5 separate regions of the Mus musculus genome follow, and all the other regions are linked to region 1. The links are chromatin contacts, called in public ChIA-PET, Hi-C and HiChIP or PLAC-seq maps. All regions are on one chromosome and are shown on one strand. Each heading gives the region's core, a stretch centred on a gene start, on an enhancer-like site or on the middle of the called end of the contact. The rest is flanking DNA. Distances are from core to core; before and after follow the strand shown. Region 1 holds the start of Rb1cc1 (RB1-inducible coiled-coil 1). Region 2 overlaps Pcmtd1 (protein-L-isoaspartate (D-aspartate) O-methyltransferase domain containing 1). Region 3 overlaps Pcmtd1 (protein-L-isoaspartate (D-aspartate) O-methyltransferase domain containing 1). Region 4 overlaps St18 (suppression of tumorigenicity 18). Region 5 overlaps Pcmtd1 (protein-L-isoaspartate (D-aspartate) O-methyltransferase domain containing 1).

Region 1 (2,700 bases), core at 6-2,505:
ACGTTTAAAACAGATATAAATGCTAAAAAACATAACAAAAACTTAATTGGAAAGCGATGATTTGCGTTGTATTTGGTAATAAGACTAAATAAAATATTTCACACATAACAAGTCCATTTATAGATCCCCTCCCCCAAAAAGAAAAACCACCTACTGAAATACAGTACCAACATTTGACTAGGAACACAGATTGGTTCATTTTTAGGCTGCTTCTAAACTGCTTGCTAGCTTTGCAAACCCTCAGATAAGTAAGTCTCACCAATTCTTTACAGAAAATGGTTAGCAAAATGTATAAATTTTAACGCTCATAATAGACTTGTCAACATCCGCACCCAACTGAATGTCTTGCAGGGACTCTATCAATAAGTGAGTCCACGAGTGTTCCGTGGCATCAGTCCTATGTACCAGTTCATGGAATGATCACATTTTAAAGACTCATGACGGAAGGGACAGGATTACGAAACCATAAACAGTCACCATAGCACATCCACCACTCTGTAGAGAAAGTACTGACAGCACGTTCGAAAGCTGTCATTTGTACCAAGTTTTGGTACTCCCATAAGCCCCCACCCCAAATCCATCTGCGGGGCGAGCGAGGCTGAGTCATTCCAAGGAGTAACTTTACACCGATGCTTGCACTCCGGGGTCGGGACAAAGGCATCACCTCTAGGTTCCTCCCGTCAGGGCACTCCGGCCCTGGCCCAAACCCTCTCCGGTTTCCCGAGCCCGACACTCCAGTGCACCGAGCCCTGGAGACGGAGGCCGCGATTCAGGCCTCGGGTGAGCACCGGCGTCCTGCCGCTCCCGCGATCCTGTCAGCGGCCAGCGGGCCTCAGGGTCCCCGTAGGACTGCCGCGGCGACCCTCCGAGCCGGCGCCGCCAGACGCTCCGGCGAACCCGTCAGGTGCTGAGCGGCCGGGCCAAGCCCGCCGCCAGATGGGAGCAGGGGCGGCACTTACCCGGCAGCGCCTCCTCCGCCCGCGGCAGCAACACAGCCGGCGGCCCTCCGCACCATCTTCTGCCGCCGCCCTGGCCTCGGCGGCGGCTATCAACCGCCCCTGCGGCGCCGCCAACCGACACAACCGTCGGCGCCCAGCCGCCGAGTACCCGGCGAGGCCCGGAAGGATGGGAGTCGGGCGCAGCCGCTGCTCCGGCCCCTCGGCTCCGCGCGGGGACCCGAGTCCGCCGGCCGAGGCACTGAGAGCTTGGCAGGGCTGGGTCGCGGCCGCCGTGGGGTTTGTTATTGTCGACTCGGCCTTTCCGCCGCAGAGCACGCCGGGAAACAGCCAGCCGGGGGAGGGGTGACTCAGGTGTCTGCGCAGATCCGGAAGTCGCTGGGCTGGCCGGACGGGCGCGGCTCGGTCGGCGAGCGTAGTCCCTGGCTGGCAACTTGTCTGTCCTTCCCTGACCCTGGAAGGTATTTCGGTGCTTGCCTTGGACGGCCCCAAGGTGAGCGTGACCTTCTGGCCGCGGCAGACCGACCTCGCCAAACCTGGGGCAGCCCCAACAGGGGAACCGGAGGCTGACGAGTGAGCACCAGCACAGATCTGGGGCCCTCATCTGCTGCCCCGAAATCAGCCGACTGTCACCTGGGCCACTCGTACCGGGACTGCCAGAATGGCAGGCTACTCGGAAAGTATGCCTGGCATCTTTGCAAGGGTGGGGCGGCCCAGAGTCAGACCAGGTAAGTAAAGAGCACGTCCAGAAGAGGAACCGAAGCAAAGTGGACTGTACTGTAAGCGGCACGACCGAACAATACTGAGGTCGATAATAGGTCAACAGCATCAAGATTAGAGAAGAGAATGTCAGCTTATGAGAACATTACATTTGTATTCGGGCTTAGGCAAGGACTTGAAACTACAAAACTTGAGTTTGATGAGAAGATGTTTGTTACAAGCAGGCTCATCAATTATGTGACGTAAACACGTATTAAATTACTATTCCCAGGAATATCTGATAGAGGTAAAAGTTTAGGAATGGTCTCTCTAAGCCAACAGTTAGCGGTTCCCGACAAAATGAGACATAAGGGGTATTAAACTGATTGAGATCTGCAGTTCTTTATTGTGATAGACACTGGAAAAACAGTAGTTGTGTTTTAAGAGTTGTTTAGAAAGGAGCTTGTTGCTTATCTCACTTTGTTTTTAACTTTGCACTTCTGCCATATCCCAGAAAAATCTTGTATGCACACTGTTATACATATTGAGTATTTTTTAAACTGGAATTTTAGTACATTACACCAGCAAATAAAGCAAAAATGGAAAAAGAACAAGCACTCAATTTTTGTGCACCAGGGGAAGTAGTGAATTGGCAAGACTAAAGAGAAGAAAAATTGTTAGTATATTAACAAATGTAAGCTATATTGCAGTCTAGCTAGAACAATGAAGATCAAAGCTGGCCGGGTGGTGCACATACCTTTAATCCCTTCTCTCAGAAGCTGAGGCCTGCTCTACAGAATGAGCTTCAGGGAGCCAAGGCTACACAGAAAAAGGAAAATCAGGGCCGGTGAGATGGCCCAGAGGGTAAGGAGATCTACTGACTACCAAAACTGACAACCTGAGTTTCATCCTAGGACTGACGTCGTGGGAGGAGAGAACCACTCCTTGAAGTTCACACACACTAAAAAGAGCACCAAAGAGCTGTGTTTCCTCACAGTTAATAAGTACCATTGAATAGCAGAAATGTACTCCAGTTTCAAGTGTT
Region 2 (2,700 bases), core at 180-2,679, 900 kb before region 1:
CCAAGCAGTTAGTAACTAAAAGAGAACAAATAGCCAGACATGTTGGTGCATGCCTGTAATGCTAGTACTCATGAGGATCAGAAAAGTCATATGAAGTATGTTTTTAGCATAATGGAGTAAATGCAAACTCTGTTGGCAAGAGAAATTCTGGAATATTCACAAGTACTTGAAATGAAACATTAAATGTTCCCAAACAACCCACAAAGAACTCAAGAAGAATTTTTTTCAGGTTCTTCAAAAATTGAAATTGAAGCCAGGTGGTAGTGGCACGTGTCCAGCAGTAATGTCCAGGAGGCAAAGGCAGGTGGATCTCTCTTTTTTTTTTTTTTTTTTGGTTTTTCGAGACAGGGTTTCTCTGTATAGCCCTGGCTATCCAGGAACTCACTCTGTAGAACAGGCTGGCCTCGAACTCAGAAATCCGCCTGCCTCTGCCTCCCAAGTGCTGGGATTAAAGGCGTGTGCCACCACTGCCTGGCTCAGGTAGATCTTTCGAGTTTGAGGCCAGCCTGTAGTAGCGACAAAGTGATTTCCAGGACAGCCAGGATACACAAAGAAACTGTCGAAGGAAGAAAGGAAGGAAGGCAGGCAGGCAGGCAGGCAAGGAGGGAAGGTGAAACAAACAAACTGAAAAAATTAGAACCCGGTGCAGGCCGTAAACCATGTTACTAAAGGGGATGAAGCACATGATTAAAATTGGATTCGCTTGGGCTACCCTGGACTACTGATTAAATTGAAGGTGAAAATGGGCGATCTTATCTTTAAAAGGAGCCAGGAATGGTAGTATACACCTGTAATTCCAACATATGGAGAACAGAATTGAGTCAGAAGCTACAATCATCTCTGATTACACAGTAAGATCAAGGCCATCCTGGACTATAGGAGATCTTCCCTCAAAACTGAAAGGGGGCGGGGGGGTGGGGGCTGGTGACATGGCTCAGCGGTTAAGAGCGCTGACTGCTCTTCCAAAGATCCTGAGTTCAAATCCCAGCAACCACATGGTGGCTCACAACCATCTGTAACGAAATCTGATGCTCTCTTCTGGAGTGTCTGAAGACAGCTACAGTGTACTTACATATAATAAATAAATACATATAAAAAAAAAAACTGAAAGAGGTAAGAAGAGGACAAAAGGGGTGAGATAACGCTTAAGGTCAGAGCTCTTCTGGGCCAGCATACAGAAATTCCTCTTTCAAATCCCCTGGATGACTCAGGATCCCCATAAGGGAAGAAATATCTAGTGGCCCAGGTCCCTGCACTTGAGTAGGCAGAGGCAGGATGGGGGAGTTGATCTCAAATGAACCACACTGCTTAATGATGGTGTTTAAACTTTACCCACATGTTAAGACATGAAGACAGACTACATAGGAAGTCACTGGATCGCAATGTCCCTCTTCCCTCTGTGGCTATACTGAACAAATCCTCTCTTCCTGTTTTTCACTATTAACTTGGCTCTTAATTGGCCTATTAAGGATCTTGGTCAACCCTGGCTTCTTGCACTGTAACAGCACACACACTAAGCTTAACTCCAATAACACTATAAATAGATTTACCCCTATATGAAACTAGTAGGTGAGGGAAAACCACCTCTCCCTGGGACATTAAACAGGTGGTAAGCACCTGTAATAGTAAGCACAATTACTATTCATGCCAATATTAAATTCTGTTTTTATTCAAAGTATTCCTGGTGTTCACTTGTCGGTAAATATGCAAAGACTCTGGGGCATGGAACAATCAGACTCTAACTGGTAGCTACTGGCTGCTTGAACAAGAAGACTATCAATCAATCTGATGGGTTGTTACCTTCATGCCAACACAAACTATCTGAACACATCATGTGTGCCTTTAGAAAGCTGTATGTCTTACTCTTCTACTGCTATGAGGAGATAACATAACCAAGGCAATTTATAAAATAAAGCATTTAATTGGGTGCTTGTTTACAGTTTCAAAAAGTTAGTCCATGAACATCCAGGCAAGGAGCAGAACAGCAGGCAAGCATAGTACTGAAGCACTGAATATATAAGGGGGTTGTGGGGGTGGAGACACAGACAGAGACAGACTGGGCCTGGCATAGGCTTTTGAAACCTCAAAACCTACTCTCAGTGACACACCTCCTCCTAATCATTCCCAACCATTCCATTCACGGAGAACCCAGAATTCTTCTAACATAGGAACCTATAGAGGCCACTCTCACTCTAGCCACCACACCATACAAAATACTACTAGAGCTCTTGGATATGCAACCTCAAGCCAGCACTGTTTCAAACAGCTTATGCTAGACTTTGTGCTAACATAAACCTTGCAGAACTCTAGAATCTTACACCCGCTCCTATGTAGGCCTGAGTGAAAGCACTTCTCCTGATGACCTAGCAAAAGGGTTAATACCACTGCTGCTGAAAATAGGAACACAAAGCCTCATTTGCACGTGAAGTTTGCAGTAAGCAGTACAAGCACCCTTCCTCTGACTGCAGGAGCAAGTCACTCAGGCTGACTCCAGTTGGCTGGGAGCTGCCCTCCTGTTGCAGCATGAGGCATTATAACAGATTGCTCTTCAGGGGCCTCTTTTTACCTACTTTGTTAGCAGTGTGGGAGCTGGTATAAAGAAAGTAGAATCAGAGCTGCAGAGATAGCTCAGCTAACCGTTAAGAACACTGGCTGCTCTTCCAGAGGTCCTGAATTCAATTCCCAGCAACCACATGGTGG
Region 3 (2,700 bases), core at 30-2,529, 950 kb before region 1:
AAACAAGTACTAAGAATAAAATGGGTTTTCTGTATAAATCCAAATTCCTATGAAATAAAAGCAAATTAAATGAGAGGTTCATCTGTAGTAAAGCTTTATTTAATGGTTAACAAAACTATGATATATTCAAAGCTAGTTAACGGTAGTTTCCCTTTCTTTCTCAAGGATCAGGTGAAATGCCTACCACACGCTCCTTGAGACTCTTTTTGTTGGTCTCCGACATCTCATATACTTAGGTCCCATCTTTACTAAGGAGTCTCACTGTTTTATCTTGAATTTGTGGGTAACAGGTCCAACTCAAATCCCTCTTCCCTACCTCTTATCTCTACTTTCCTTGGATAATTTAATCTATTTGTTGTCCAAGCACTGCTTCAGACACCGTCTTTGACAGTGAAGATTCGGTACTGATATTTCAGTTGTTTAGTAGGTTTTGGACCGAAAGGCTTCCTGACACTTAAAAACTCGTAGGCACCTCAAACATACCCCAAAGAAAATGTCCACACTCTCTTCCCCTCCTTCCAAATAATGTAACACAAACATACTCAGCTAGTCATTAAAGGGAAAACCAATTCCTCTTCCTCCACCCACATTCCTCACATTGTGGTATTTTTCTGCCTTCAAGCAATTCTATCCACACCCACATAAGCTATCCTCACAATAACTAGTCCACTGTCCAGGTGATGATCCATCCTCCACAGGCACCAAACATGCTCCTGATCTTGAACTCCTCATGTTCTTCATGAGCCTAACACCTTCTATAGTCACTATCTTGGAAAGATGCTGCCACTCAATGTAGTGGACTTGCACTTCAGCACTCAGAAGGTAGAGGCATGAAGAATATGAGTGCAAGGCCATCCTTGGCTTTACAGTGAACAGGAGACCCTGACTCGAGAAGAGAAGAGAAGAGAAGAGAAGAGAAGAGAAGAGAAGAGAAGAGAAGAGAAGAGAAGAGAAGAGAAGAGAAGAGAAGAGAAGAGAAGAGAAGAGATAAATGACACTGCCATAAACACTTGGCCAAGTAGGGTCTCTGACAGCATTCTCATTGTAATTCCGACCATGGAGCAGTAGCAGACAAGCCTTCCTTCCTGCTACCCTTAGCCTAGATGCTCTTCTACTATGAGGAGGAATCAAACTGAAGTCATTTTGAGAGAGCTTTCCATTTTGAATAGGGGTCAAATAAACTCTAAGTTCCCAAACCTCCCTAGGTAACTGACATCCTGTTTGGTAGAGAAAGAGACATGTATGTGGGTAACTGACATCCTGGAGGGCAGGTTGAGACATGAGTGCTAAGCAAGTTGCCCTGCCACAGTTGAATAAACCAACCAATGACTACAGGGTAAGTGTACCACATAGGGAAATGTCCCTAGGAAAGTTTCTTTTCCCTGAATTTTGATTGGTAGAAAAATGTAACTGTAACTTGGCACAGATGTTTGTGGTTTTCAGGCTTAAAAGTTCTGTAACATTCTGGCTGAGGGGCTGGGGTGGGAATTGCAGTTCATCTCACAAGTCTCGACACCCCTGATTGATCAGTAGGAGCTGATTAGAATAAAATGTTGTTTTCTGTATTGACTTGGTGTCTGAATTGTGCTGGATCTAAGTGTACTCTATAACACCACAGTTACTTCCTACTACATTACAAACTAGTAAGTTTACAGTTGGTATGATCCGATTCTCTAAGTTTCTTGAAGGAAGATACAGCGCCCCATACTACATAAAGACTTGACTTTTTTTCTAAATTAAGAATAATCAACCTACTCATTGCATTATTGCCATATTCAATTTGTTATAATCATATATATGATCTACTAAATGCCATCAGTGACAACTCATTCTGGGTTCAAATATCTACTTACGGAGCCCCACAGAGTCCGGTGTGCCATTATCATTCTTACTAGGCTGTACTAGTGGTGCAAAGGAAACCGCAAGGATATTTTTACTTTCCCAAGTGTTTTGTCCAGTCCGCATAATCTGTGTCAACTATTTGGAGTGAAACAAGAAAGAAGCAATTCAATTACTTTAATGTCAAATTTTTACAAGAATAATTGTTAATGAGAAGTTAACATTTAAATGCAACCAAGATATTTCTACTCAATTATGTATTATAACACAAGAAATCTACCATGTACTCCACAGGAAATGCATGCCTGCTACTTTAAGTCTGAGCTTACAGAACCCAGGGGAGAACCTACTACTATTGTCTGACTAAACAGACTAAATAGTAATCAACTCTCCATCATGACTGATGTTACTCAGTCCTTATTGGAGACTCACAATTTGTCAAACTCCAGAGAGTAAGTGTTTGTGGAGTACTCAGCCATAAACAGGACATCTACATCACACCTTCTCAATGCTCAGGGAACATCCCCCCCAAAAGAGGACAGAAAAACTGTAAGAGTCAGAGATCATACAGCATTACTACAAAATGGTGTTTTCTCAACATGACAAGACCATGGCACCCATGGGCACATAGCAGTTTATGATCAAAATTTCAGCATTTCCATCCAGGAAGGCCTCATAAGGCCCCACCCACAGCTGAGGTATGTATTGATAGATGATGGCTGCTAGGAAAACGAAAATCAGTTTCCTTTAGGAATGGTGTCCTTGTTAGGCTGACCATTCTCCAGTGAATGGTGCTAATTTTAGAATGCCTATAATTGTTTGTATGTATGAAATTCACAATGAATAAATTTATGTATATAT
Region 4 (2,700 bases), core at 96-2,595, 640 kb before region 1:
CAGTTGAGATTGCAGGTTGAATTTCACGTGTGGATGAGTGTGAGTGCATATATGTGTGTAGACTGTGCTGTTGTGTGTGTGTGTGTGTGTGTGCATGTGTCTGTATGTGTGTGTATGTGCATGTGTGTACATGTATGTGTGTGTGTGTAACATCCTTTGTGTCACTTGAAGTTCAAGAGTTTTATCAAATTGAAACTGCCTTATTTATTAGGGAAGCAAAGACCAATGCTGCCAATATTCAAGGTAACCACTTAGCTTGGAATAGCATTTTTTTTTTCAGGCCTTCTGTTTTGCATTCTATTCCAGTCAACCCAGTAAGATAAATGCTATTTCAGGGGATACGGTATCTACACAATTTCCATTTGGATGTGTCTGTAGTTGTAAGTACAAATCTACACCAACATTGTCACTTGTATATTGTACTAACGTGTAGCAGGAAAAGCCAAGCTGGTCCCATCAAAGCTTATTTCTCATTTTGGGAAAGGGTTGCCAACTAGCCAATATGACTTGAAAAACAAGAAGACAAATCTGATTCACTTAAAATGTATGCTTTAAGCAGTCTAAATAAATAATTCATATTAATTAAATCTCTGCAGCCATGTGGAATACTATGCTGACTATTTTATTTAATTATTGCTATCAAGTTCTGAGTGCGCTGTTTGCTAACATCCTGTGCTTTTGTGAGTGTGGATTTCCCACTAGTGGGCGCCATTTATCTTCATAATCCTTCACAGCTCACATTACCAAAAGCCATTTATAAAAACAAAACCAGTAAAGGAGAAATGGAAGTGCACAGTAGAAACCAAGCTTGACCACAGTGTAGTCCTGACATCAGGATTTCCTTCATACATTTCTTTTGTTTTGTTTTTCTCATTTAAATCCAGAAAGATATGTGATTTGAGAACAGCATTTCTATTTAAATCCTATTAGAAGATAAATTAATAAACACACCTGTAAAAATATAGTAGACTTCAAAATGCAGTTAAAAGATAAAAAACTCTTTGATTAGTAATAAATAAAATATAAAATGTCACATTTATTTTTACATATACTTTACAAAATAAAGAGTGCAATGAAGAAAGAAAAGAAAAAGATATGAAAATAAACGAGTTTAATAATTGACTGCATTGCTTTTAATCCAAAGAGTTTATCATAGTTTTTCTTTCCTTTTTATGTCAGCTGGGGAAAAATTAGTGCAATGTTGCAATTATAAACACAGGGACAGCCTCTGGGCTCCAGGGGTATTAGGCCCCTGCAGATTTGTGGGAGTTCATGGCCGTAGTGACCTCTGTTTCCTGCATACTGTCGTTCTACACATGGATGCCCTTCACCGCCTGCTTGATGCTTTCCAGTAGAGCTTTGCATTCTGGGGAATAGTCCTGTTCCAGATTGCTGTACATGTCTGTGAGAGTATTTACATATGCTTCAAAATTCTGCTCATTGATAGGCCCCTGATGGAGACACAAGGAAACCAATCACAGAGGTTCAGCTGCCCCAAGGAAGATCAGGAGATAGTGACAAATGTTGCCAACTTATATAAGTAGGAAAAGAAGGGTTTATAGGACTGTGGCAGTTTGGGATAGGACAGAAAATGTGTGTGTGTGTGTGTGTGTGTGTGTGTGTGTGTGTGTGTACTATCTGTATACTCTTAACTCATGGCATTAATGGAATGCAATTGAATAGTATTGGGGATCAATCTGGAACCACATAATAAATGCTGAGCTAGAGGTGTCCAAACTATATGTCTTTTCTTGGGAAGAGTCTGGGTCTCATTTGCACTTTTCAGTATAAAACCAGCTGTCTGTGGAAAGTATGCTAGGAGGATGAAGCTTTTGCCAAGTGGTTCTTTAACAGTCCTATGTTGGAATGGCAGGGATTGTACTGAGCTGAGGAAATTAACAGCATCACCAATATAGCTCCCAGCAATGCATCTCCAACTCCAAAGACTGATTTACATTTGTGAAAATGTAGAATAAACTTTTTGTGAATTCTAAATAGTTGCATACTTATGAATAAGGGGTAAGGGATAAGAGATAAGGGATAGGAATAGGAATACGGATGCCTTGGTCACACACATGCATTCTATGTTCCATGAAAAGAAGTTGAATATTACAATGAGATTATTGGGAGTGTTATAGTTCATGAGTTGAGTAGATGATGCTGAGGGATGTATAGAATCAACTGTTTGAAAACATATTTACAGTGAGTGAGCTCTGGCATCCAGCTTTCAAATAACTTTATAAGATAGCTTTAAGTAAACCTTCATCCTTAAAGAGTCCTGGCCTTTTGGAATGCCACTGGCCTTGAATTATCTGAATATGCATATCTACCGTGTTCTTAGATTGCGAAAGCATTAAGCATGAAAATGAATCAGGGGTAGGTGACTGTCAATAGTTCAGCCACAGGGTAATGGAACAAAGACATTGAGGTAGATGATGGGGTAGCAGAGCCTTGCTCTTGGTCTTACCATCTGTGGAAGTTGGATGTCAGCAAGGCTGGAGATGAGAGCCTGGCTAAGCCCTGCCAGCTCCTTCAGCAGACTCTCATTGCTCTGTTCTATAAGCTTGTTCTCCTCCTCTATGGTCTTCAAGTTGCTCTCCATAGATGTTATCTACAGCAGAGGTAATGACATAAGAAGCAGAGTTAGAGGCCTTTAAAAGGTCTCTGGGGGAAACCTGAAGCTAGATGTAAGTGCCAAGG
Region 5 (2,700 bases), core at 56-2,555, 930 kb before region 1:
CAGAGCTAGGGATAAGTGAGAGGCCCCTGCTAAGAAGCCGCGCCTGGAGCCTGGGTCAGGTTCTACACTGAAACCTTGTTGTATGGTAACTGTGTGGTATGCCTATGCTTCTGGCCCCTTTAAAGGCTTTGTCTATTGGAACTACCATGCGCTCTACAGAAATAGTTACACTACAGCCCTACATACAGCAGGCTATTTCAAGTCATAGGAGTTATTTCAAATTCAACCAAAAGAGCCCTTGTTCCACAAAACTGTCAAGGCAGAATTTCAACGTGATTATAGCCCAAATCTTCACTTTTGCTGCGGGTCAAGGATCAACACCTATGCAATACATTTTGGAAAAAAGAAACCTGGATAGAAGTAAACAATTCTATAAAACATTTCCCAGACACAACCCCACATGACACATACAAATGTATTTATACAGTAATTTCTACTAGATTTATTATGGAGTAAGAAGGACCTCTGTCTGCTGGCATATAAATTATAGACAAACAGAAGACAGACTGTTAAACTACCAACCAAAAGGCCAAAACCAGGTACAGAAACGTACTGTGAGCACAAACATCTTGTTTTCTATCCAAAAGTTTGACATTTAATAAGTAAAAGATCAGTAATCACACATTTATCTATAATTTAATAAAAAATTACATGGTGTTTCTTACTGTATAGCAGGGATCGCTACTATATTCACTTAGCCAGGATTAGTGATCTGATACTGTTTAAGAATAGGCATACTATACATATTCATTAATTGGTCTCACACCCAAACTACAGGTATAAATACTTACTTATCAAAGCTATCACTATTTTTGATGAAGCTCTCCAGTTTTTCCTTGGCATACTCCACCACATCTGAATGAAGTTCAATCCCATGATTTATTCCAAAAGGACCTGTAATTATATAAGCATTTTTTACAAAAATACTAATGATATGCCCCAGAACTCTAATTTCTGTGCAATTATGTATCAACAGCATTAAAAAGGGGCAAGAAATATGCAAACGGCTACCACCTGGATTTTACAGTGGAATGGAAACCTGTTTACAGCACCTATTTTCTATGAAAAGGAAGAAGTGAGCACAAATGTAAAAACGGATTAAAGCTAAAACCTACACATATACAAAGACAGGATTTTGGGCAAGTCGCTATGGTCAAAATGATCACATAGCCCCAAGTTTAAGGTGCAGTGCTGTTGCTTTGTCCTTCTGAAATTAGAACCAGACTGTGCCCTAGTCAGCCTCTGCGCCTCCAGCCCTCTGTTTACTAACTTGCTTACTCAGACTGGCCTTCAAATCACCATGTAGCCCAAGCTAGTCGCTAACTTGTGGTTTTCCTGCCCCAGCTTCCTGAATAGCAAGAGGAAATATGCATTGCCCATACCCAAGTGAGGTGTCTTTACCTTACCAGGTTCACTTTATTCAAAGTCTCGTGGTTCTCAGAAGTGCAGTTAAGAGTTCCAGTCAACTTCATGCTTTTCACACCATACTTTTTTTTACACAAGATGATGGCTGAAAGACCTCGCATGAAAAGGGCTGGGGGAGAGAGCTTATGACTGCAGTTGACAATCAAGCTCTCTTCATCGTCTAAAATGGAACCCAACAGGTTTTGTGCTCTACATTCTTTTACTGTAATCTGTATGGCTTCTTCCTATGAAGGTTGTGTTTTCTTGTTCTTGTTTTGGAGAGAGAGTTTCTCTATATAGCCCCAACTTTCCCTGAGTCTTCTGCTTCTGCCTCTGGAGTGCTGGGATTAAAGATGTGTGCTACCCTGCCGAGTTCACTAATTTCCCTTACAGAATCTGTAACTGAAAGAGTTCTCTAGTGTCTGTCACAATACATTGAGTATCAGTCTTATCTTTATTAACCACTTTAAGAAAAAGTCAGCCGGGTGTAGTGGCACACGCCTTTAATCCCAGCACTCCAGAGGCAGAGGCAGGCGAATTTCTGAGTTCGAGGCCAGCCTGGTCTACAGAGTGAGTTCCATTACAGCCAGGGCTACAGAGAAACCCTGTCTCGAAAAAAAAAAACAAAAACCAAAAAACAAAAAAAATAAATAAAAACAACTACAAATGAGCAAATTTAGATATTCAAATAGTACAAAAAATTATTAGATATTTGCATTATGCAGTCACTGTCCGACTAACCTGAAATACTGTTTTTACAAGTGAGCAAAGGGAGGCAATGCAAGCTCTTCCTTTCTGTTTCCTTACAGATACACTGGTTAGCTTTTTATCTGAAAACTGAAACCTCGGTTTAACATTCCTTAATATTCCTAATACTATAAACCGGAAAATTGAAGATTCATTTAAAAAACAAACCCTCCTCCCAAAATTAGATTAAAACTTTAGTTTCCAAAGGAGTTAATATATGTGGGAGAAGTTCAGCCTAAAAGTGCTCGGAAGGAAGTCAGACAGGTGAGGGGGTAATAAATATGACCGACATATATTCTAGACAGTAAAAGATTTGTTCAACCTCTTAATAAAATAATAATATAAAAAATATGTAATAAAGTATAACAAAATAATAATGAAAGTATTTGGTTTAAAGCTTGTTCGAGTTAAAGCTGCACTGTAGACAGTCACCTATACTTGAAGCTGGTGAATAGAAAATGTGGGCTCGTCTTCCTCTACCTGCCAGAAAATGGCACCTTTAAATCTGCAGCTGTCAGTAGATGAAATTGTTTTAAAGTAGTCTTGACT

Evidence for each region. A called contact is a pair of places that touch in the nucleus more often than the background predicts. ChIA-PET counts read pairs in DNA pulled down with a chosen protein or histone mark. HiChIP or PLAC-seq counts read pairs in DNA pulled down with a chosen protein or histone mark.
Region 2: a contact with region 1 is called in an H3K4me3 HiChIP or PLAC-seq map of bone marrow-derived macrophages, with 5 times the contacts expected there. The contact joins the enhancer-like site here to the promoter of Rb1cc1 in region 1. A contact is called at or near these places in 2 of 39 promoter capture datasets (liver and pre-B cells), 1 of 484 Hi-C or Micro-C datasets (bone marrow-derived macrophages), 3 of 115 datasets of contacts at active chromatin or transcription factors (bone marrow-derived dendritic cells and bone marrow-derived macrophages) and 1 of 9 other capture datasets (adipose tissue).
Region 3: a contact with region 1 is called in a Hi-C map of B cells, with 9 read pairs. The contact joins the enhancer-like site here to the promoter of Rb1cc1 in region 1. A contact is called at or near these places in 4 of 39 promoter capture datasets (the C10 cell line, cranial neural crest, liver and 1 more), 1 of 484 Hi-C or Micro-C datasets (B cells), 4 of 115 datasets of contacts at active chromatin or transcription factors (bone marrow-derived dendritic cells, bone marrow-derived macrophages, embryonic stem cells and 1 more) and 2 of 9 other capture datasets (adipose tissue and pancreatic islet).
Region 4: a contact with region 1 is called in an H3K4me3 HiChIP or PLAC-seq map of pro-B cells, with 3 times the contacts expected there. The contact joins the enhancer-like site here to the promoter of Rb1cc1 in region 1. A contact is called at or near these places in 1 of 39 promoter capture datasets (the C10 cell line) and 5 of 115 datasets of contacts at active chromatin or transcription factors (bone marrow-derived dendritic cells, bone marrow-derived macrophages, embryonic stem cells and 2 more).
Region 5: a contact with region 1 is called in an RNA polymerase II ChIA-PET map of memory CD8 T cells, with 16 read pairs. The contact joins the enhancer-like site here to the promoter of Rb1cc1 in region 1. A contact is called at or near these places in 4 of 39 promoter capture datasets (cranial neural crest, hippocampal neurons, liver and 1 more), 6 of 115 datasets of contacts at active chromatin or transcription factors (bone marrow-derived dendritic cells, bone marrow-derived macrophages, embryonic stem cells and 2 more) and 2 of 9 other capture datasets (adipose tissue and pancreatic islet).

What each region holds. Positions count from the first base shown.
Region 1 is chr1:6,213,217-6,215,916 of GRCm38.p6, reverse strand. Rb1cc1 (RB1-inducible coiled-coil 1) reads right to left here and starts at 1,255. Exons shown (of 24, transcript NM_009826.4): 1 at 960-1,255. 4732440D04Rik (a long non-coding RNA gene) reads left to right here. Exons shown (of 2, transcript XR_001778783.2): 2 at 517-2,700.
Region 2 is chr1:7,112,805-7,115,504 of GRCm38.p6, reverse strand. The region is part of intron 1 of Pcmtd1 (protein-L-isoaspartate (D-aspartate) O-methyltransferase domain containing 1); the gene reads right to left. Among named protein-coding and RNA genes, the nearest start is that of Pcmtd1, 25 kb to the right of the region's middle. Within about 2 kb of position 1,429, at least 26 of the 459 cell types and tissues checked have an H3K27ac peak or open chromatin away from gene starts, as enhancers often do. A contact at or near this core is called in bone marrow-derived macrophages, where this site is marked.
Region 3 is chr1:7,162,525-7,165,224 of GRCm38.p6, reverse strand. Pcmtd1 (protein-L-isoaspartate (D-aspartate) O-methyltransferase domain containing 1) reads right to left here. Exons shown (of 6, transcript NM_183028.3): 5 at 1,854-1,977. Among named protein-coding and RNA genes, the nearest start is that of Pcmtd1, 75 kb to the right of the region's middle. Within about 2 kb of position 1,279, at least 18 of the 459 cell types and tissues checked have an H3K27ac peak or open chromatin away from gene starts, as enhancers often do. A contact at or near this core is called in B cells, where this site is marked.
Region 4 is chr1:6,857,211-6,859,910 of GRCm38.p6, reverse strand. It overlaps St18 (suppression of tumorigenicity 18), which reads right to left. Exons shown (of 22, transcript NM_173868.2): 21 at 2,468-2,611; 22 at 1-1,451. The coding sequence ends at 1,311. Among named protein-coding and RNA genes, the nearest start is that of St18, 130 kb to the right of the region's middle. Within about 2 kb of position 1,345, at least 3 of the 459 cell types and tissues checked have an H3K27ac peak or open chromatin away from gene starts, as enhancers often do. A contact at or near this core is called in pro-B cells, where this site is marked.
Region 5 is chr1:7,145,831-7,148,530 of GRCm38.p6, reverse strand. It overlaps Pcmtd1 (protein-L-isoaspartate (D-aspartate) O-methyltransferase domain containing 1), which reads right to left. Exons shown (of 6, transcript NM_183028.3): 3 at 792-894. Among named protein-coding and RNA genes, the nearest start is that of Pcmtd1, 58 kb to the right of the region's middle. Within about 2 kb of position 1,305, at least 23 of the 459 cell types and tissues checked have an H3K27ac peak or open chromatin away from gene starts, as enhancers often do. A contact at or near this core is called in memory CD8 T cells, where this site is marked.